Linked DNA regions of Zea mays: all the other regions are linked to region 4. A link is a contact called in public Hi-C data. All regions are on one chromosome and are shown on one strand. The core of a region is the stretch at or near the end of the contact, and the rest is flanking DNA. Distances in the headings are between cores, read along the strand shown. Region 1 holds the start of LOC100194103. Region 2 overlaps LOC100278465. Region 3 overlaps LOC100274068. Region 4 holds the start of LOC100277845.

Region 1 (5,817 bases), core at 2,333-4,832, 460 kb before region 4:
TCATTTTCTTCCCGGTAAGAGCCCTTCTGCTCGACAAGCATCCTCGGTGGAGTTCTCACAGGACTGACTGGATGTTGTGTAGCCTCGTGGGCTTTCCGGCGCTGCACATGTTCAGCTCTCCATCTTCTCAGCTCCTGCTCAGCACCGAGCTTCCCCTCGTTTGCACTCTCAGCCCTCTCCAGCGCGATTTGGAGATCACTCTTCTTTTCATCCATCTCCTTGGATGCTTCTTGCAGCCTCTCTAGGTTCCTTGATTCGGACTCTTTTGCCAACTCTATTTGTGCAAACGCGGCTGCCACCCTCTCGCTCGCAAGTTCCTCGGCTTCGTGAACCCTCTTGCTAAGAGCATGGTACTCGCTTATAGGAAGCGTTACTCCTCGAGGAGAAGCACCAGCGCTTCCTGCGTCATTGCTCTCTTGCATCGCTTGAACTGCCGCTATGGCTAGCCCCTTGGATGCTTTAGACGCCTCTATTTCTTTCAGAACTGCACGCAACCTGGTATCTGCAGTTGTCGCAGAAGCCTTAGTTCGCTCAGCTTCTTCCTTGGCCTTTCTCAGTTCTTCTTGTGCCAAATGAGCTGCCATCTTGGCATCGTCTGCCTCCTGGGCTGCTTGCTGCAACATCCTTGGAAGCTCCGCCATCATTTCCCGAGTTTCTGCTTCTTTCTTATGTACCAATTCTATCTCTTGCTCTGTCCTGTCGAGCTCAGCTTCTAGAGAAGCAACTGTGATGCATGCCATACCCTCAGTCTGCTGCAATGTAGCAAGTGAAGCTTTCTCCCTATCAAGCTCTGAGCTGAGTGATTCTACAACAACTCTTACTAAATTGGCTTCAATTCTTGCGTTTTCTAATTTCCCTTTAAATTCAGCAAGCTCCTTCCTCTTTGAAGCTAGAGCCTGCTTGATTGACCTACTAATTTCTTTTGCTTCGTCGGAACCTTGCTCCTGAACCATTCCAGCCTCTTCATTCAATTTGTTTTCCACATAGGCAGCTAGCTCACTTTTCAGGCCAAGTAGTTTGCACTCGTTTTCATGAGCTTTGGACTCCACATTCCTTTTGGATGCAATTTGTTCGTTGAGCTGGTTTAGCTCTGCTTGTGCCTCTTCTAGCTCTTTCTCCCAAGCCAGGAAATCCTGCTCTTTGGCCATAGCTGCCCCAAGTCTGTGCTCTTCAGCTTCATGGTGTGAAGCATGGGCTAACTCGAGAGACTCTTTGGATGCAATAAGTTCTAAAGTGAGCTCCTCTACTTGCTTCTCAGTATCCTTGGCAGCACAAACAACTTCCTCGGCCCGTTTAATGGCTGCATCCCTTTCAGTGGCTAATACAGCATATTGTTCATGTGTTGATCTTAGCTCCTCTTTCAGCAATTTGAGCTCCTCAACAGCCTTTTCATGTCTTTCTTTGGCAACTGCCAACTGTGTTTGGGCTATTACACTAGCGTCATCATCAATCCCCTGCTCCATCTCTTGTGCCCTAAGCAGGGCAAGCTCAGAATCTTGCTTTGCTTGGTCCACTTCAAGCTGTGCCCTCTCCAGCTTATGCTTCAGCTCGTCGACAAGTCTATTAGTTCTCTCTAGCTCCTCAATGACGTCTGACTTAGCCACCTCAGCGGTTTCCCAGTCTTCTTTGAATTGTGGAATCTCCTGCTGAACCTTTTCAAGTTCAAGGTGCACAACCCTGCGTCTCTGCATATAAACAAAAATTTACTTTGTAAGATACTATAAGACAATAGTTTCAACGAGGTATACTCGTGTTCCTCAAAGATTAATAACTCTATGTGTATGGCGATGGAAATGAACATAAAACAAGATAATCATGTGTCTGATAATGATCCATATTTGGTGTGAAACAAAGAGACAATACCTCTAATGACTGAGCCCTGTAGGCTTTCCAATCAACAATTCCTCCAAACTTGGTGACAGCCTCTTTAACAGACTCGAATGGTGCACTAGTGTCAACAAGTCCTGTGTATGAGCCTTCAGATCCCTTTACTGGTTCTACTTTCTTTTTGGGGGTGGCAGCAACGGTCTCATGACTATACACATTGTCTTCTTCAGATTTCTTTTCAACTGTTGGCCTAATATTCGAACCAGTAAAACCATTTTCGGATATGGTTTCAACTCCATCCTTATTTGTTACAGCAGCATGGTCTCCCTCATCTTTTGACGAATCATCCGATGCCTGAGTTGGTTGTATGTGGGAGAGAATTTTCGGTGACAAACTCCCGTCATGGCCTACAGGGGGCCCCAGTTCTTCCTGGTGCTCTGTCAAATTGTGGGGCGACTTCTCTTTGATTTCCAGTGATGTATCTGGACTCTTAACAGAAACTGGTGCCATATTTTCAGCATTCTGTGCTCTTGTTTTCCCATGACCATTAGTATCAAGAAGTTCCATGGATTCAGGAAAAGGCGAGTAATTTTTTTTCTGTTATTCAGCAGAAACTGTCAACTCCATTCCCAAAGCTTAGCGTTCACTGTTTTTTACTCCTATAAACAGAAGTTCAGGAAAAAATGTCACCTTACAGAAAATAAACTGCACATATATTATTACGGGTAAACTAAGCAGAATGAGCTCATACCGTACACCTCCTTGTAGTCGGAGATAGTTTTATTATTATCACTACCATTCATACAGTATGGAAAACTAAAAAAACTTCAGCAATTTATGAATCACCCCGTTTCATGTGCATATACCATGGAACCATCCACAGACACTCTTGTGTGCAGTAAAGATGACAGCGGGCAGCACAGGAGAAGTGTGATCCGGTGCTATAAGCATGAACCATGGGCACTCACCGACACGGAGTCACGAACCAGCTCAGCAATTACTGCTCGGCAACTGTTCCACACTTCCACCAAACCTCTTTCCGTTCCGTTCGTGTAGCCAAATGGTCTTTCCAACAACACATAAAAAGGCAACAGTTTTCTACTTTTGATAAAATCCAAAGCAAACAAAGCAAGAACGTCATGATCAAACAAGATGATGCTGAGATTGGGTCAGCTAGCTCAGAGTTGTTGCTGTTCTACCGTCGCCTCTAATCCATGGATCGCAGCCGCTGGGCCTCAAGCACTCGAGCTTATCTTAGCATCGAAGCTATAACCAGGAAAGGCGTGTCACCTCCTAATTCCAGTTCCAGCTCGTATAGCAGACGAGCTCAAACCAAATCCTCTTAACCGAATATTTATATATCTACCAAACGACAGAAACCAATCCTTGCGTTAGGCGACGCTAAACAGGAACCACAGCCAAAACCAGGAAAGCTCCAAACCCCGACCAAGATCTCCCACGGCACCAGCAAAAGCCTCCGGGCCGCGGAGCCGAACGCATCCATGCGACGGCAGCACCGAGAACCCGTCAACCAAATTCACCGAAACCAGCCTCGACGACAAAATCACTGTGTCAAAACCAAATTAAGCTGGCAAAACTACAGCAGAAAGGAGTGAGCTTTACCCGGTGTCCGAGGGGCACGGACACGCCTTGCCCGGCGAAGCGACCGGGGGCCTTCGGTTGGGGTCTCCGCCGCCGGCGACTCTTTCCTTGTTCCGAGCCTCTCTCTGTGTCGTCCGCCTGCCTCTTTTTTTCCTTCTGCCGTAGTGCCGTGCTGTGTGCGCGTGTGCTTTTGCGTGTCAAAGCTTTGTTGTCTCTTATGCTCACGTCACCGCGCACTCGTCCCCGGGCCGGGGCCCGGGGGAGGGGCCGAGGCCTCAGCGCACCGCAGCTCGGGATTAGCGATAAGCTGGATTAGGCTACGTGGCTCGCTTTTGTAAATAAAGCCTCGCGCTTTTGTCGATTAATTCTGCAGTAGTCCAAACAATCGACTTTAGGCATGTTTAGTCCCTAATTCTCCAAACACAAGAACTAATAGAGGGACTAAACCAGTTTAGTCTCTAGTCCCTCCAAGAGCTCTTAAACGGGACTAAACAACAAAATTTTCTCTCATGCCCTCCAGCTGCATTTGGAATATTTGAAATATATTTGTGGCTGCTTCTTATTTGTATACTCATTTAGAATATTTGAAACTCATTTGCTCATTTGAAATATAAGCACGTACAGGTGTTTGTATAAGCACGTGCTCGGTTTGTTTGTATAAGCACACAGAGGTGTTTGTATAGTGCTCGGTTTGTTTGTATAAGCACGTACAGGTGTTTGTATAAGCAGCAGGGGCAAGCGTGAGGGCATTTTGGTATTTGTATATTGCTTTAACTGTGTTTAGCTCGTGTTTAATCTCTAGAACCGAACAGGGTAGGGACTAAAGATTAGTCCCTTAACTAAACTTTCGTCTTAGGACTAATAAAATCAAACAGGGCCTTAATTCAAAGCGAACAGCCCATAATTCTACTATTGGTTTTCGTTAACACTTATCTACTCTAGCATTTTAGTACACAACTTTTATCCTCGTCCTACAATTACCTCAGCGTCTCATCAACTTTTTTTACAAACTTTTAGTTGCGAATAAAAATGTATTGATTACATAATTAAGTAAATAAAAATTGCATAATTCATAAAACATAAATAAAAACTGCATAGCCTAAACATAAAATTGAAAATAACACATATCATAAATATCTATACTATAAAAGAACCAGTTTCCTTTTAGCCACGGATACCGTTAGATTAGATGTTTGATTTCAATCGTACGCTCACCAATTGATGCATGAACGCAGAAGTTTTTTCAGCGCTACTGTTAGATTAATCTTTTATCTCGATCGCACGGTCATGAATGCAGAGACTCTTTTTGTCCAATCGCCCGCCGCCATGCTCCTCCGCTCGCTTCACACGCCCATTTCGTGCACGCAGCCGCCTTCATGCGTCACGACCCTCATCCAATGATCGCCTCCCATCCGGCCATCCCGCTTCTTCCGCTTTAGAGATGGCAACGGGAATTCCCCGTCAGGTTTTAGCTCCCCAAATCTGTCTCCACGACGAAAAAATTTCCCTGCGAGAATCCCCACGAACATTTGCGGGGGATATTTCTTCCTCATCCCCATTCCCCGCGGGGATAAATCCCCGACGGAGATCCCCATCTCCGCTTAAATTATAATTAAATCGTACTTCATTTATTATTAATGTAAAACATTGTCACTTATACACAATGTTAGATGTAAAAATCATTATGTGCACATTAAAATCAATGTATTTGTATAATGGGTAATCTTTTGACAAGATATTTTTTATTTTTATCATTAACTATTACATAAAAACATTGTCACATGTAAGTTTAACGGGTCCCCGTGGGGAACGGAGATGAGGAATGCTTCTCCATCCCTGTCCTTGTTTACCCGTCGGGAGAGATTTTTCCCCCGTTTACATCCCCGTGGGGGAAGAAACTTCCACATCCCCATCCCCTAATAGAGAAATTCCCCGCGGGGAATCGGGGATCGGGTCCCCATTGCCATCTCTATTCCGCCCCCTCCCCGTGTTGCTTCTCTCCCTTCCAGGTCGGCCGCTTCCTCGCCAACCGCCTCTGTGACTGTCGCACACGTCTCCGCGCCGTACGCCCGCCTCCGCGATAAGGATGGATCCAGGTGCGTCCATTCCACTTTATCTCTGTCTCTCTCACGGTGGCCTACTTCTCTCCTATCCAGATCCGCCACCTCCCCCTCCGCGACGTCGCCGGAAGCGCTTTGCCGCCAACTTCGCTTGGTTCCATGGGGTGCAAGACCAACGCCGCTACCGTGTACACCTCCCACCAGCGCCACGCCGCGTTTGTGTACGTCGCCATGGGGTCGTACATCGTCGCGTGGCCCAGGGGCCCGCGCCCGTGCTCGAGGTGGAGCACTGCATCGTGCGCCCGAACGCGCCCGCCGAGGAGGCTGA
Region 2 (5,379 bases), core at 1,641-4,140, 300 kb before region 4:
TAGTAGGGATATGTGTCATCGGTTGAGTAGTCACGACCATCGTCGTAGCCCACAAGTTCTTCATAGTTAATTGGTGACTCATCGTCTATCAGTAGCTCGTCTTCTGAAGCATCTTCTATCAGAAGCTCCTCTACTAGTTCCTCTTCTCGTCGATTTTCGTTTACTTCACAGTTAGGCATATTTTGTACCTCCCACTGAGTTTGCACTGCTACGTCTTCAAGATCCTTGGCGAGGTCGTCAATCTCAACTAATGCTCGGTTCATTTCATCCACCAAAGGTGAGTTGAAAGGCTGATTTGACGACATCAACGATGTCACAACTACGCTTTTGAACAACTCTGAGCAGAGTAGCCAGTGCTTTACGGAGCTTTTCGTTCTCCGATTCCATGGCTACATCAAACACAGTGTTCTATTAGTTAACACCGCCTACAAATTAACTATCTTAAACAAACTAGTGCATATGCCCTATGACTACACAGTTCTCATGAACCCTAAAACCATGAATGTACATTCCAACTCGCAGTACAATAAACACAACAGAAATCAGGGAGAACACAGTGTGGCCACATCCAATCTCTATGTATTTTTGTGCAAACAATTATCTGAAATGTGCACCTATTTTCAATTACAAGTTACTGACCATGTTGACATAAAAAGGCCTCATGATCTGGGAGACCGGACAAAACAATAAGGGATTCATGGATCAAATTCATGTTCATGAATTTGAATGCTCCGGATCTGGGAGAAAAAACCCCGCAAACCCTAAATGCCTTGCCACAAATCCGGTATAATAAATACATAGAATACAAATTACGATAATGAATCAGTAGTGTACGCAATGGATTTGTGTAGATCGTACCTCGTTCTTCGCGGATCTGGCTCGGTGGAGCGAATGGAAGAGGAAGACGACGGCGGCGACGAGCTTCGCTTCCTTTTGCCGGCAACCTTGGACGAAGTCGACGGACGACGAAGCCGTTTGCTGATGGTGACTCTTCGGCGACGAGCTGGGGGAACCTCGCTTGGAACTTGGATTGCGGTGGGTCGCGCCTCGTCGATTGCAAGTGTTGTGACCTCTACGCCGCCAGACCCGCCACCGCACGCCCTCTTCTCCCCCACATGCCTCGATGCCGGCGGCGAAGCACGCCGGATCGAGGGCTCGGCCCCGGGAGATGCAGTCGCCAGCGCGGGGTTGGAGGAGGCGGAAGTTTCCTCGCGGTGGCTGGTGGAGGAGTCGCGCGGATAGCGCACGCTCGGAGGCCTCCACATTTAGGGTCTCTGCCACATCCTCTATAATTTAGGGGACGCTTTAGAGTACCTTGTTAGAGGCGTAGGGGACCTGACCGTCCCCTACATTTACCGGACAGGACCCTTTACAGGACCTTGTTGGAGGCAGCCTAAGTGTTCTTCCCTTTCCTTTGAATGGAACCTTATAAATCAAAGATGAACCTCCTATCCTATATATGTAGGATTTATTCATAGGAGGCACCGAGACGACTTCGTCTGTGGCTGAGTGGGTCATGTCCGAGCTCATGAGGAACCCAGAAGCCATGGCCAAGGCCCAAGTAGAGGTTCAGCGAGCACTCGACAGCAAGAACCTAGGTGACCACGAGTCGCTCCTGGGCTGCCTGAGCTACACCGGCATGGTGATCAAGGAGACGATGAGGCTGCACCCGTCGCTCCCGCTCTTGCTTCCCCGCCTCTGCAGCTATGGCCATGTGGGGGAATGATAGTCGAATGAAATTTGTTAGGGTGAGTGGAGTACGTTCCTTTCATATTCAAACATACATTCCAGTTACATAATAAAAAAATGGCGTTTTGTTCTCTTATATGTCTTATGTGTAGGATGCAAAGATTTTTCGGAGGAACTTTATTATCGAACTGTTAAGTTACGAGGACAATTCGTGCAGATATGCCATCCCGGCAAATATATAACAGAGAGTTAACAATATTGTTAAAAAAGATTAGATTAGTGTACAAGGTGTCAACATATTTACTTATGATTAAGCATTATATATTTACTCTTTAGAAATTATTTGTGCGATTCCATTTCAATCTATTTGGGTAGACATATTTATATCGTTCTGTATCTATGTTTAATCACATATTTTGCCGTCATTATTGTACTCACACCGCCCGTCGTCAGGGTCCTAAATCTATTGGAGGGTCACAATTTATATTCCGTGGCATCGCACGGGCAGGTTCCTAGTATCATAAAATTTAGTCAAAAAATTATAGTACGCTCTCTCAAGTGCCTCAAATATACTACTCTCTCTGTCCATATGATTTAGTCGTTTTAGATTTATCCTAAGCCAAACTATTTTATCAACAATATATATATATAATTAAATTATTTTAAACTAAAAGAATTATATATTATGGTGGTTCATATCATAATAAATCCAGTAATTTTACCTTTATGTTTATACAATATGTGGTATAATCCGTTAAAGTTGATATTGATTAACTTAGGACAAATCTAAAAAGACTAAATCATGGGGATGGAAGGAGTACACCGTAGTGGGTTATACTATAATCTAGATATGAAGTTTTAGTGTTAGAACGAAATGTTTTGTTGTTGTCTTAAATTCTATAAAATATACTAATTTTTAAATTATAGGACATTTTTATATGTCACGTTAAAGGATCTAAGTTGTAGTATCTTTAAACAATTGAAATAGTGTCTTATAATTTTTTAACCAAATTTTATAAAATAAAGATACAGTTTTTTCTATATAGAGCGCTATATTTTAATTTGAGGCACCGATTTAAGTCTCACTTCGGGTCACGGTCTCCCACTCTCCCTGAACCCTTCAAACGAGCCAAGCCAGCGAGAACTTGTGAAGACTCCGGAACTCGACGCCGACCAGAGGTCGAAGGCACCAGGACTTCGACCCTCAAGTTGGAGTCCTCGAAGCAACAAACGGGAACAGAGCCACAGTACGAAGAGGGTTCACCTGCTAGGCCCATATCGGGCCCGCCGTCCAGATTCTCAAGTGGGCAGACATTTTGGTGTGATTAGGCGCAAGCTGATACTATATTGTAATTACTCTGTTGTACAATATATTCTAAAAATGTAGTAAGTAACGAGGGGCCGCTTGGATCCTGACGTGAACACCAATTAAAAATTTGATATGCCAGTTCAATTTTAGCTTTGATTAGGAAACGTTGTGTGAATTGGAATCTCATGGGCACCATTTGATGTTAAGGCGTTTGATGTTAAGGTGTGTTTGATATAGTTTCAGAATAAAACTTCAAGAAAGAGTTAGCCAACCCAAACATCCTGACTTTTAAAGTTGTAAATCCTAATTCTCTATAGAGTCTTGAGAGCTGCGATATAAAATTCTACAATACTTAAAAAGCATCCTGGATATAGAGTTTAAAGTTATTTAAACTAATTACGAGGAAACAATATACTCCAGAGGAGAGCTGCTTTTAAGCCTTGTTCGTTTGTGCCAGATTGGTGGGTCGGAACGATTCCTAACCGGATTGCTTCTCTAATTTATATAAACTTTGATTAGCTGGAACGATTGCAGGTGCAATCCGACACAAACGAACAAGGCCTTACAGAGTTCTTCTATTGAAGCGGAACCATGTCAAACAGCCTCTAAGATGGCTTTGAAAAGCGCACCTGTTTCTTTCTAGACTTGATGCGATCGTAGATGGCATCTGAAGCAATCACGACATGCTGACTGAGAGGGAAATAGAGAATTTGGCAACCTGTTCAAAGGCACGGGGTTTCAAATATCATAAAATTCCATTTTGTCAACAAGTCAAATGAACATTGCAGACATCTGTACTTGTACATTACGGGACACAACAACAGTTACCCAGCTGGTCCACCTCAATATCTGAAACCTTCCTGGACGATTTTACAGGAAGTCATTAGCAATCTACGACATTCCTAATAGATACACTACCAACAGGAAACACCTATCTTTTGGCTATCTGGAGATGAATGAACAGATTTATATACATCTGCCCACCTCCATCACTGCTATTCTTACAAACTTATTAGCTTGCATGAACCAATCCCATTGGCCCCTAAGCTTCCCCATGAGGATGACTGATCTCCTGAATCACAAAAGAGCTGCTAGCGTAAACCTGTGATTTCATGAATCATGTGGGCCGACCTAATAAAAACACAGGCGGCTTTGAACATGTTGACATACAAAGAATATATGCAGGGTCGTTTTTTTAAAAAAAAGAACATATGCAAGGTGAAAACTGTAGAAGAATCATGTTTTACCTTGGTCGTATCAGCATGCTTTTGCTGGTTTTTGCTAGACCCTCTTCCTTGTTCCTTGCTACCTTGAGTCTCCCCATCCAAGAAGTTCTGGTCTGATGATTCTGAAGAAGACGGACAGTTTTCTTTATAGCGTAACAGTAAAGCGCAGCAATACATGTATTACTCCAGTAGAAAATGCTAATGTCCCTTCAAATACAACGTCAGTCTGAACAGACATGCTAATATAACTTTTATTGTCATGAATGTGAACTTTTACCATATTGAAGTTTGTTAACTCTAGGTAAAAACACAGATCGATTCTGCATTGTTTCCCCCTTGAACATATTTACAAAGCACTACCTACCATGGAAGCATCATGCACCTACCTCTCCAAGAAAACGAATGCCCATGCTGGCGCAAACGGAAAGCAGCTGACCCCCTGGAATTCCTTTGCCTTGCATGGTAACTAGTATCTCTCTCTTGTCTTGGACCATTAGTTGATGCATCATCATCCATATAATCAGCTCCATCTCCGTCAACCTCGACAGTCCCCCAATATCCATGTCCCTAATGTTTTGTTTAAAATAGAGGAAGAACAATTTCATACATAGAAAAAAAAACCTTGATAAGTTGATATTGATAGAGTAGCGAGAACTTGTTGGCACTACCTCATCATATTTTGTGTTTCTACCATTTCCACTATAAGAAGATTTTTGCCATGCACCTGGAGTTGCATAGAATGATTCTGCCGAATTCATTTCCCCCTTACTACTGTACAATTGGTTAACAAATGATTCCTCCAAAAAGGTAATGTAGAGCATGTGCTTCTCATCGGTCCATCCAGACGATGAACCTGCATTCGACGTATCCTGGCAGAAGAGAATAGGAGTAAACCTAATAATCTATTAAATTCAACAATATCCTCCAATGATTGCGCTATTGTAGTATTGACATCACAAGGAATTTCCTTCAAAAATGCCTTGTGGCATTATAAAAATACATGAGATGCATATCAAATAAAGAGGCAAGCATGATTGAAGGATAGAACACTAAGGGCCCCTTTGGTAGGGCTTATTTTTCAGCTTCGGCTCTGGCTCATGCAAAAGTTGTGCCAAACACCTCTTTTTCAAATGGCTTCACCAGTGAAGTGCTTTT
Region 3 (5,199 bases), core at 1,883-4,382, 360 kb before region 4:
TGAAGAGGGACCTGAAGGAGTGGAATATTGATAAAAAGCTCGCCGTGGATAGGAAGGGGTGGAAGTGTGCAATTCACGTGCTAGAACCCTGATTTGTAGTTTCGCTTTTCCTCCTTAATCGTTTGACCTTTTCTTGTGCCCCTTTAGATCTTGCTGGTTCTTGTGGGTTTTATCTCTTTTTATGTGTTTCCCCGTTTCGTCGTTTTTCAGTTCTCTTTTGCCTTTGTCTCCCTTTTCTTTTCTTTGGGGGTTGAGCTCTGCGGTTTTCATACGGGGTTTCATCTCTAGCCTACCCCAACGTGCTTGGGACAAAAAGGCTTTGTTGTTGTTATATGTTTTTTTCTAAAATCTAAAAAGAAATAAAATGTTGATGAAAATTCTTGAAATCCTGCACCAAGAGTGAGCACAGAACAAAGTTTTTTGCTAGAGATGAACCCAACAAGGGCTGCCCCTGAAGTATATAAAAGTAAGACAAGTATGAGTAATAGCAATGTAGTGATAGTAAGGAGATCGATAAATTAGGTTATGGTTTGTCCACATGAAGTGCGACATGTGCTCCTATTGAGAAATTGCAGTTTCAAGTAGTTATCTAGGTAAAAGATCGACAATCATAAACTAAACATGACCTTTTTAAATGCTCATGTTGCTGTGTTGGTAGCATGCAGTTTAAGTAGTTCTTATTGTACATTCTAATGAGTGTCCCTACCTTCAAATTATTGTACTTATTTATACATTCATTTTCTATTGAATGCAATTGTACATTTTATTTGGATTTTCAGGAAGAAACTTTTTAGTCCCTCACATCTAGCCACTGAAATATGGTTTTTATCTTAATCCTCTAGTCTTCATATATATATTTATTTATTTGCAACTTATTCACATGTAGGTCATGCCATTAACTCAAACTCAACTTGAAGAAGCTATGGGACCAGCTAAATTTGAACAGCAGGCTGGGCCTGGCTTTTCGTTGGAGTCCAACAATGCTTTGTCTCCCACAGTAATCACAGAAAAGGTGTTGCCTTCATCTGCTAGTCCTATTAACTCCCTTCTGGCTGGAGAGAAGATTCAATTTGGTAAGCTGCACTTTTCATCAGTATTATACGATGTTTATTGTGACTTGACTTACAATGAATAACAATATTGACCAGGGGCAGTAACGTCACCAACCATGCTACCCCCAGTCAGCCGAACTGTTTCAAGTGGTCTTGGAGCTCCAGGTTCATCTAGGCCTGATATGAAGATCGATCGAGGCTTGCCTAGCGATAACAGTGGTCCTGATAAGGCAAATTCCAAGGAATTATGTCCGAGTACCGAGGATGCGGAAGCAGAGGCTGAAGCAGCTGCTTCTGCTGTGGCTGTGGCAGCTATTAGCACTGATGAGGGATCTCCAGCTGATGCAACTACTGCATCGGCTCCAGACAAGAGCTTTACAAGCAAGGATCTCAGTGGGTTAACATCAGGAGGTATGATCTTTGCATTGTCAACTACTTTAATTAAGACATTGCTATATGATTATGTAGCTATATTTATTGTGTTATGGACAAAACTGAAGCAGGGGCAAGAACAGGTCAAGCTGGTCAATCATCCACAGAAGAGCCACTCGCAGTTGCTCTTCCTGCAGACTTATCGGTTGATACTCCATCCATGTCCTTGTGGCCTCCTATAGCCAGTCCACAAGCATCAGGGCCAATGCTTTCTCAGTTTCATGGTGCACAGCCATCCCACTTTTCCTGCTTTGATATGAACTCGATGTTAGGAGGGCACATTTTTGCATTTGGCCCAAGTGACGAATCTGCTGGTTCTCAAGGTCAGCACCCTCAAAGAAGCAATGCATTGCCTTCAGCACCATTGGGAGCTTGGCCACAGTGTCATTCTGGGGTAGACTCTTTCTACCGCCCTCCAACTGGGTACGCTGGTCCTTTCATCACTCCGGGAGGAATCCCAGGCGTGCAAGCCCCCCCACATATGGTGGTCTATAACCACTTCGCCCCAGTAGGTCAATTTGGTCAGATGGGACTTGGTTTTATGGGAGCCACTTATATCCCTGGTGACAAGCAGCCTGACTGGAAGCAAAGTCAAGGGCCACCTATTGTTGGTGTAAGCCAGAGTGATCCAAACAGCCAAAATATGGTGTCTGGTCAAGTAAACGCTCCTAGTGTTCCTGCTCCAGTTCCACATCTACGCCCAACTTCTATCATGCCAATCCCGTCTCCATTGACCATGTTCGACATTGCTCCTTTCCAGGTATGCATTTTAATTGTTGTAGATACATGCCAAGACAGTTAGATTGCAAGTGAAAAAAAATAGTGTAATTAACTCTTGCATTTTTATGCTAATACAACGCTTTCTTCATTTGTTTGCTATTTTTCCAGACATCTACAGACATACAGATGCAAACGTGCTGGCCACATATGCCTGTACCTCCTCTACACTCAGTTCCATTATCAGTTGCACTTAAGCAGCATCCAGTAGAGGGTACAGCCACACAACAGTTTGTTCATAACGTGCCAATAGACAAGTCTGGTACAAATAACCGATTTCAGGAGTCCTCTGCTTCTGCTGGGCCATCAGACGGCAACAAAACCTTCCCAAATGCAGCCGTTTCTCAGTACAGGGATGAGTTAGGTCTTGTCGAACAGCCAGCCTCAACCAGCTCAAGCTCCCAAACTGTTCAGCCTTCGTTTGGCCAGGCGGGCTTGATCAGCAATGAAGTCCCAACCAGTGCCAAAGCCATGGTTAGGGTGACCCCATCCAAAGTCAACCCTGGAATTGCAGCAGGGGCGGCTGGCAGCACGAACGCCCCCCAGGTCACCAGCATACCTTCCAAGACCCATCAGTCCTCGTCATCATCATCAGACCCGCAATACCAGCATCTGGTTAACAATCAGGATCGCCGTGCCCGTGCGACTCAGAAGGCTGGTACTGGTAACGAGTGGCAGCGACGATCAGGGTACCAGGGTAGGAATCAAGGTTCTGGTTCCGACAGGAGTTCAGGCACTGGTAGGATGAAGCAGATCTACGTTGCGAAGCCCTCTGCAACAAGTGGCCATGCCTCGTCAGGCTAGAGAGTGGTGGTGCTGACTTCACTGAGCCTGCTCCACGCTGGTACACAGCTCAGAGCATCCTTGGCATCAGACACATGTGAAACATATTTTCGCTCCATGTCTGTCTATTCTGGTTTGTTTTGGTGATTGTGGCATGGTGCTGGTTGTGTATGTTTTTGGTTCATTTTGTTGCATAGAAGAAAATAGAGTGTGCTGTTGCACTGCAAAAAGACATTCGAAGCGATACCATATCATGCATGATAAATTTTGCAGCCGATGGAATCGGCTGCCCGTGTAAGTCACTGGTGTGATGTAAGGATTACTATTGTTTATTGTTACTATTTGTTGGCTGGCTCAACGTCTGGACAGGCGAGGAAATGTAACGTGGGGGGGTATGTTAATAAATGCCTCATATGCTACTTTGTCGGAACACATGCATCCCTATCCTGTTTTCTCAATTTATGTTAGTACTGCAAAATAGGATTCCTTAAATCTTGATGCGAGAATCAAAGGGTTTGTTTGGTATTTGTTGGGATGAACGCGGAACCAGACCATAATCTAGGGCACCAACAACAAAATGTTCTGCTCAACAATAAAACCCTAATTTTAGATTATAGACTAGTGTAGACTTTATGTTGGAAAAACAAACTTTTGAAACTATATCTTATCTCTACTAATCCTTAAGACGATAGTGTAGACTTGGCATAACCATGCCCCCGCCTCCATCTCCACCGTCCGATTGCGATGCCATCCTCGCTCGCGCCTAGCGCCGGATCCGCCCCCGCATGCCTCATCTGTCATCCATCCTCGCTCCCGCCACCGCCCTCGCCATGCGCGCAGCCGCCTCCATCCAACAACCATGCGGGATCCTCGCTCGCGCATAGCGGCCAACAACCATGTGCGTCGCCTACGACAACGTCGGATCCGACCTTCCTATGTACCTGCTCGCCACGGAGATCATCGGCTACGGCGGCCACGACTTCGCCTTTGCTCCCTACGGGGCCTATCGGAGGGCGCTGCGCAAGCTGAGGCAGCTCGCGCCCATCGGGGACAGCGAGACCATGTCCCTCGCCAGGGAGATCCGCCGCCGTTCATGTGGCGCCCGCGGCGAGCCAGCAGCAGCAGTCAACCTCGGCAGCCTGCTGGTCTCCTGTGCTAACTACATCACTGGGCTGGCGACCTTCGGAGACCGCTTCAGCAACGAGCACAAGGCGAAATTCCTGTCAGCGATGGCGGTCGTGCTGAGCAGCGGCTCTGGTTTCTGCGTCTCTGACCTCTTCCCGTCGATGCGGTTCCTGGACATCGCCACTGGGATGCGACGCCGCCTGCAGGTGGCGCATGAGCAGCTCGACCAGGTGCTGGACCAGATCATCGAGGCGTGAGAGGCGAGGCAGAAGGTCAAGGATGCTGAGGTGGCGGAAGACGACGATATTCTGAGCACCATGCTTAGAATCAAAGATGAGGAGGAGTTCAACTTCCCGTTCAACATCACACACATCAAGGCAGTCATCATTGTAAGACTGTCTCCAGCAGCATCCCCTAAATTCCGTCCCCTAAAGGAATATTCTCTGTCCTTTACAGAACACTCTAAAAGATTCTGCCCTCTATATATTCTCAGTCTCCAGCAGCGTTTCCTAAATTCCGTCTCCTAAAGCTACACTGTTAACAGATTCCCTTTTTCCATTTCTTTTTCAGTTTTCTTTGTTTTCTTCCCAATTCGCGCTATACAAATGATGTGCAAAAAAGTGTATTTATTAATTTTTTTAATTAATTATTTCGAATTGTCAACATTATGTACCATTGGCTGTTATGTTGTGTGCAATTATTGTCGATAAAACGTCGCATAGTATTTTATCGGTACGAAAAAATGTTTTCAAATTGACAAGATTCTACCGTAAGCCACAACTCTTCTTCGAGAAGCCATCGACTAGCTTCCTCTGCACGACACGCGGATGGCTTGTCTCCGAAGCCTACTTCTTTTATAAATAGCGAGTGAGGCTTGCATACTTCACTCAACCTTCCCTGTACAAACTCGACAACAATGAACCCCTACTTAGAATCGAATTTTCTTGTTAGGTTGATGGAAGAAATGGAAGAGGAAGAAGAAGAGTTGGATTTAGCGAGGCACATGCTCAATAGGAGGCGGCATGCACGC
Region 4 (5,439 bases), core at 500-2,999:
GGACATCAAACCGGGTCTGTGCACACCTTCTCCGGGATCTGATTTGGTGCTTTCCTTAACTGATTCACAGCGGACCGATCCGATGCACCACCGGACCGTCTGCCACATCAGCTAGTCGTTGGCCTTCAAACTCCACCGGGAAGTAGCCGTTGGAGGCGGTCCGGTGCGCCATTGGACCGTGCAAAGTGAAGGGTCGATGATTTTTATAAATAAAATCTCGAGACCTCAAAGTTCAGCTCTGTAGGCGGTCCGGTGCACATGGACCTGGTTCGATGCATTAGGTCGCCTAACACTAAGTTCTATGCCCTGCGGACTTGATCCGGTGCACCACCAGACGAGTCCGATGAGGCCTAGAACAACCCAAGTAAGGCTGTTTTGAGCCTAACTTCTTCAAATCCTTTTGGCTATTCTTGGGAGCTTTCCAACAACTTAGACAAACATAATTAGCACATATTCCAATTGATTAGGTGTGGAGAACTCACCTTTTACTTTGTCGTTCACCATGATTTGCATTTTGGCTTAATCTAAGTATTCGAACCACTTTTCTCACAGGATAGAGTTAGAGTTCAAATAAAGTGCTAAACACATAGTATTAGACACATGCAACTTATCTAAGTAATCAAACCTCATGATTTTACCCTTTTGTCCAAAGCTGCACACTTTAGCCTTCATTTTAGTTCTTTAGGATCTAGTACTTTCAAATTGACTTCAAGTGCTTGTGCTCGTACTCATATCAAATTAGTTAGTCCATGTTGTTGTGCTAAACACTTAATCACTAAAACATGTAGAAATGGTTATCTAACACATTTTTCTTTCATAAGTAAAACAGGAGATTTATATTGTAGATGTTATTGTTTGTTGATGAAATTTGAAATAAGAGATATAAGAGCAACTCGAAAAGCCTAGCTAAATCGATTTGTATCGGTAAAAATAGAAAACTGATGATTAAAATAGGATCCAACAAACTCTCTTTGCTCCTCTCTATGCTATCCTGCTCAGCATCACGTCGAGGTCTCTAGCCATATTTGCTGAGCTCACCTGCCTCGCCATCTTCATTCTCTCGTGCATCCTCACCGTCCCTGCGCCTTGCCGTCGTTGCAGCTCACTGTCCCACGCCCTGCTGTCGCCATGCCTCGCCGACCCTGCGGCTCACCTTACCGCGCCTCGTCATCGTCGCGGCTCGCCGTCTCGTGCCTCGCCAACCCCGCTCCTTGACGTCCTCACGGCTTACAGTCCCCATCGTCCTCGTGGCTCCACGCCTCGCCATATTTGCGGTTCACTGTCCACGTGCCCTGCCATCCTAGAGCCCGACATCGATATGTCAAATGAGACAGGAGAAAAAGAAATGAACATGTGATTATAATCAGTGATTTGAATATTGATAGATAAGATTTGAAGAGTCTGTTGTGTCATATCACCTTTTTATGAAACTCTTTATTTTTTAGAGTTTTTATAAAACTCTAAATTTAGCTAAAATTATATCTAGTCTTTTAGAGTTACTCTAACAAGAGATGAGATAGCGAGCTGGCGAGCTGCTGGAGACAGCCGAGAGTAGAGATAGTAGAGGAGACTAGAAACTCCATTAGGCCTAGCCCAGAGTCAGCTAGGGATGCCGCCCGATCCACTACGTACTGAAAGCGATCCCGGCCCATGAACGCTAGTGGGTTGTAATTCGGCTTACCCAAGTACCCAGCCGTTCCTCCACACCTCTGCACTACCCGAAACCCACGCCCAACGGCCGTTTCCCGCACCCCCTATCCGGGAAGGAAGAAAGCCAGAACTCACCCCTGCTTCGTCTGGCGGCGCCGTTTCCCGCACGCGATGCCGTCGACGGCGGAGGATTTCCCGGCGATAAGGAAGCTGGGGAAGCTCTTCCGGCTTACCGAAGTGTACCTCTGGTAAGTCTCCTGTCTCCCCTACCCGCTTCTCAGCGTAGGGTTTGCCGTTTGCGAGGAGTACGTCTCCTCAAACTACTCTCTCTTCCTGCAGGGACGATTCGTATGGCGCTGGACCTCACGATGGACAGAAGAACGGGCGCTCGGCGGAGGCTGCTCTCGTGGTACGGTCTCTGACCCGCTTTGGTGTAGCTCACTCTTAAGCTTTCTGAGTTGGGGGTGCGCTTGTGCTTCGACTAGTAGATGGCTAATTTCGTCGGGCTACTGGTAATTTCTTGGTATCTGCATTGTCGAGAAAGAAGGCCCGACGCATAATTTCATGCTTGCCCAAGAGTCTACTTAACACAAGGAATTGGTTTTGTGGCGTGGTTTGTGCATTGCGCCCAAACTGTAGCCTGTACAAAATGTTAATCGTCGCGTGCATTTTAAACAAAGTTTTGTATTATACGACAAAATACCCTCGGCACATTTGTTACAGACTACCGATAAGTGCATACCTATTTCTCCTAGTTCTATCAGGAAATAATCCTGGACCTCGAAATGACAGCCTCGTCTGGCTAGAACCCTACTAAACATTTTGAGTGATCACTTTTCATTACTCATTTTCTTGATGAAAGCACATTACTGACATGGAAGTTTGCTACATAAGACATAACACTTCCTTGTAGTGCTTTATTTAATTATTGACCGATGATCTTTTTGGAAAATTAAGCTGTATTAAACAATTGTAGCTTCGGTGATGATTGTTGGATTAAGCATTAGTCTGCTGCAGTCCTCTTCTTGATTCTGATATGACAGTTATTTGTTGATTAAAATAATGATGGTTTGCTTTACACTTCGATCTCCTTTGAGAGGAAAACATGTGAAGGTGTGGACTAGATCATGTATAGACCAACAGCATTATCTTATTAAAACACTTCTAAATAACTTAGCAATTTCATAACCATTTTTACACTTCTGAGGAATTCATCTTGTCGTGAAAGAGTCAATTAACTTAGCTGCTTAGCAGACTGTGTCAAGCTTATTACTTGTATGTTGTGCCCTACAAATTACTATGAGGTTTATAATGTACATAGCAATTTGACGACCTTCAACTTTTCAGGACTCTCATACAGATAAAACATGCAATGAAGCATCCAATAGCACTGACAAAGGTTAGATGTATTTTTCTTGTATTCTAGTATCTTCCTTGGTCAATTTTCTTTACAGAGGATGTTACAATGTACTCTACTTTTTTTGTGTGGAAACAACCCACTAGAGAAAAAAAATCACTTCATTTGAGAAATCTTAAGAATCTGAACTCTGAAGCTCAGCATGCTTCCACACCACCACTTTTCAGGCCACTGTCTCTTCATTGGAGTAAATGACGCTTCTTTTAGAGAGAAAGAGAGGGGGGGGGGTCTGTTTATAATTGAATCAAGAGATTTTATTGGTCACCTGATTTCTGTTGCATGACGTGGGACCTGGATAGACTTCAGATTTGCCTTAGTTGATAAGTTCACCGGCACTAGTGAAAGAAAAGTATATGGTACAGGTACTCTTATGAACAGGCAACCACTTAGCAATTCAGCATCTAATAGAGAAGGACCAAGTCTTCAACTAAAGTCACAATATACCTTTAGTACTATTAGAGGGGCTGACCCTCCTTGTCTAGTGCTTGTGAGATCATAGGAGATGGGGCGTGGTGGTTAAGATTGTGGATCATATTCGCCAAGCTCCCAGGGTCAATGTGATTGAGGGATGTGGTATGCTACTTGTGAAAGGGTTCAAAAAGGCCAGGATGACATTGTTCCTACATTCCTGGAATGGGGATGACACCCCCAGGACAAGGAAGGTGGCACAGTTCCACGTTCCTGGTGACATGTTGTGTATCAAATGGGAGGCCAAATCACCACGGGATTACTCTAGGAAGGGAAGATGATGTTGATAATTTGAGTCATTGTTGCAACATCTGTTCATGGTTTCATGCCTCATTTTATAAGTCATATTGCCCACACATAACATTGTAATAGTAAAATCAACACCAGTTATTTTACGTTTTCCCTTGTATGTCAACCGATTTCTTACTGTGTATATGATCTGTCTATCAATAGGCCATTTCTTTGTTGAAGATTTGGAATTGGTCAATCTCATGGGTTCTTTGGGGCTTCCTGTTTCATTCAGCACAAGTAAAGTGGTCAGTTGCTCACATAGTGTGACACCATGTTACTGTTCCCTACCGGTTCCATTGCTTAATTCCTTTATGCATTGCAGAACAAGAACACATGCAACAAGGGAAAGAAAAAAGGAAGACAAGCACCGCTCAAAGCAGCAAACACTCAAATCAATGATGCTGTGAGGATATGTATCAATACTGAAGATAGAGAAAATTCTGTTGAATCATTGGATGCTATGGAGCAAACGCACTCATGCAATTTATTTGTGACACCACTGGGTCAAAATGAACCCTCCCGTGATGACACTGACAAGAGGCTTAGGGAAGACAGCTCTTGTGTTGAAGAACAAGAAGAGTCTGGCTGTAGCACCATCTACTCTGCTGGCAAAGCCCCTGGCTGTGATGCTAAAAATCATCTCACTGAACTTGGGGCTTTTGAGCTTTCTGATAACTTGGCCAACTCAGCAAAAGAAGAATACTCAATTCAAGAAAATCAAGCTTATGAAAGTGTGTTGCTAGATTCTGAAGAGATGTCAAGGAATGACTGTGTTGATGATGAATCTACACATTCCTGTGTTGGCATTTATCAGGATGAAAGAGTGTCCACAAGGGGAGATCAAACATCTGAAGAAACTCTATCAGTACCCCATGATTACAATGATGTTGGCAGAGAAGCTAGTCTAAGTTTGGCAGAGCCATCATCTATTGATGAGCATGCACAAAGCTCTGCCAACAACTTTTACTATGACTATGGTGAATGGAGGGTTATCTGGGATCCATTCTATAATCGGTATTATTTTTACAACATCCAGACACAAGAGTCCACATGGTGTCCTCCTGAAGGACTGGAGGATTTTGCATCATATTGTAGCCCAGATACCACTAAAGAGCTAGCTGAACTGGGATCTCAGTGTTCAAGCATGGCACCACAAGAGAACAGTAAAAACCCTAGTCTCGTCCTTTGCAGTTGACATTACGAATAGTTATATGCACTACGATAAAAACTTTCTACAATATGTAACACTTGAGCATGTGGCAATGGGTGTAAACATTTAATAATAAGGTAGTGAAATCCATTACACACAGTATTGAATTTTGCACTACAAATGCTGAAGGAGAAACCTAAATTGTCAATGCTTTTTGGTGACATTAATTATTGCCATTGATTTCCTGCTTGTAGGTGCTTCATTTATCTGTCTCCAATTTACTCATATGCTAGCTTCTTGTTTGGGACTAAAGGCTTTGCTGTTGTTTTAGTATGTCACACATTTCTCTTTAATCTCACCATCACAGATCTGGCTACTCATGTCAATCATTTAGAAGCACAGGAGCAAGATCACTGCATTCATGATTTATCTGACATTCCTGTTGAAAAGCCAATATATCAAA

What was found. Hi-C and Micro-C count contacts between places; a contact is called where the count stands out from the background.
Region 1: a contact with region 4 is called in a Hi-C map of ear, with 2.4 times the contacts expected there. The contact joins the promoter of LOC100194103 here to the promoter of LOC100277845 in region 4. A contact is called at or near these places in 4 of 25 Hi-C or Micro-C datasets (bundle sheath, ear, leaf and 1 more).
Region 2: a Hi-C map of tassel shows a contact between it and region 4, with 3 times the contacts expected there. The contact joins the enhancer-like site here to the promoter of LOC100277845 in region 4. A contact is called at or near these places in 2 of 25 Hi-C or Micro-C datasets (ear and tassel).
Region 3: a Hi-C map of tassel shows a contact between it and region 4, with 2.7 times the contacts expected there. The contact joins the enhancer-like site here to the promoter of LOC100277845 in region 4. A contact is called at or near these places in 2 of 25 Hi-C or Micro-C datasets (ear and tassel).

The regions. Positions count from the first base shown.
Region 1 is chr1:69,013,739-69,019,555 of Zm-B73-REFERENCE-NAM-5.0, forward strand. It overlaps LOC100194103, which reads right to left and starts at 3,583. Exons shown (of 3, transcript NM_001359395.1): 1 at 3,451-3,583; 2 at 1,864-2,486; 3 at 1-1,685. The coding sequence starts at 2,394.
Region 2 is chr1:69,169,296-69,174,674 of Zm-B73-REFERENCE-NAM-5.0, forward strand. It overlaps LOC100278465, which reads right to left. Exons shown (of 6, transcript NM_001151737.1): 3 at 4,893-5,093; 4 at 4,611-4,791; 5 at 4,246-4,346; 6 at 3,735-4,129. The coding sequence ends at 4,109. It also overlaps the pseudogene LOC103644705. Among protein-coding and RNA genes, the nearest start is that of LOC100278465, 12 kb to the right of the region's middle. Within about 2 kb of position 2,891, at least 10 of the 20 cell types and tissues checked have an H3K27ac peak or open chromatin away from gene starts, as enhancers often do. A contact at or near this core is called in ear and tassel, where this site is marked.
Region 3 is chr1:69,116,044-69,121,242 of Zm-B73-REFERENCE-NAM-5.0, forward strand. It overlaps LOC100274068, which reads left to right. Exons shown (of 7, transcript NM_001348667.1): 4 at 887-1,073; 5 at 1,149-1,463; 6 at 1,556-2,244; 7 at 2,373-3,340. The coding sequence ends at 3,065. It also overlaps the pseudogene LOC103644705. Among protein-coding and RNA genes, the nearest start is that of LOC100274068, 11 kb to the left of the region's middle. Within about 2 kb of position 3,133, at least 6 of the 20 cell types and tissues checked have an H3K27ac peak or open chromatin away from gene starts, as enhancers often do. A contact at or near this core is called in tassel, where this site is marked.
Region 4 is chr1:69,473,365-69,478,803 of Zm-B73-REFERENCE-NAM-5.0, forward strand. It overlaps LOC100277845, which reads left to right and starts at 1,750. Exons shown (of 12, transcript NR_158707.1): 1 at 1,750-1,898; 2 at 1,990-2,059; 3 at 2,998-3,049; 4 at 3,989-4,071; 5 at 4,149-4,989; 6 at 5,344-5,439.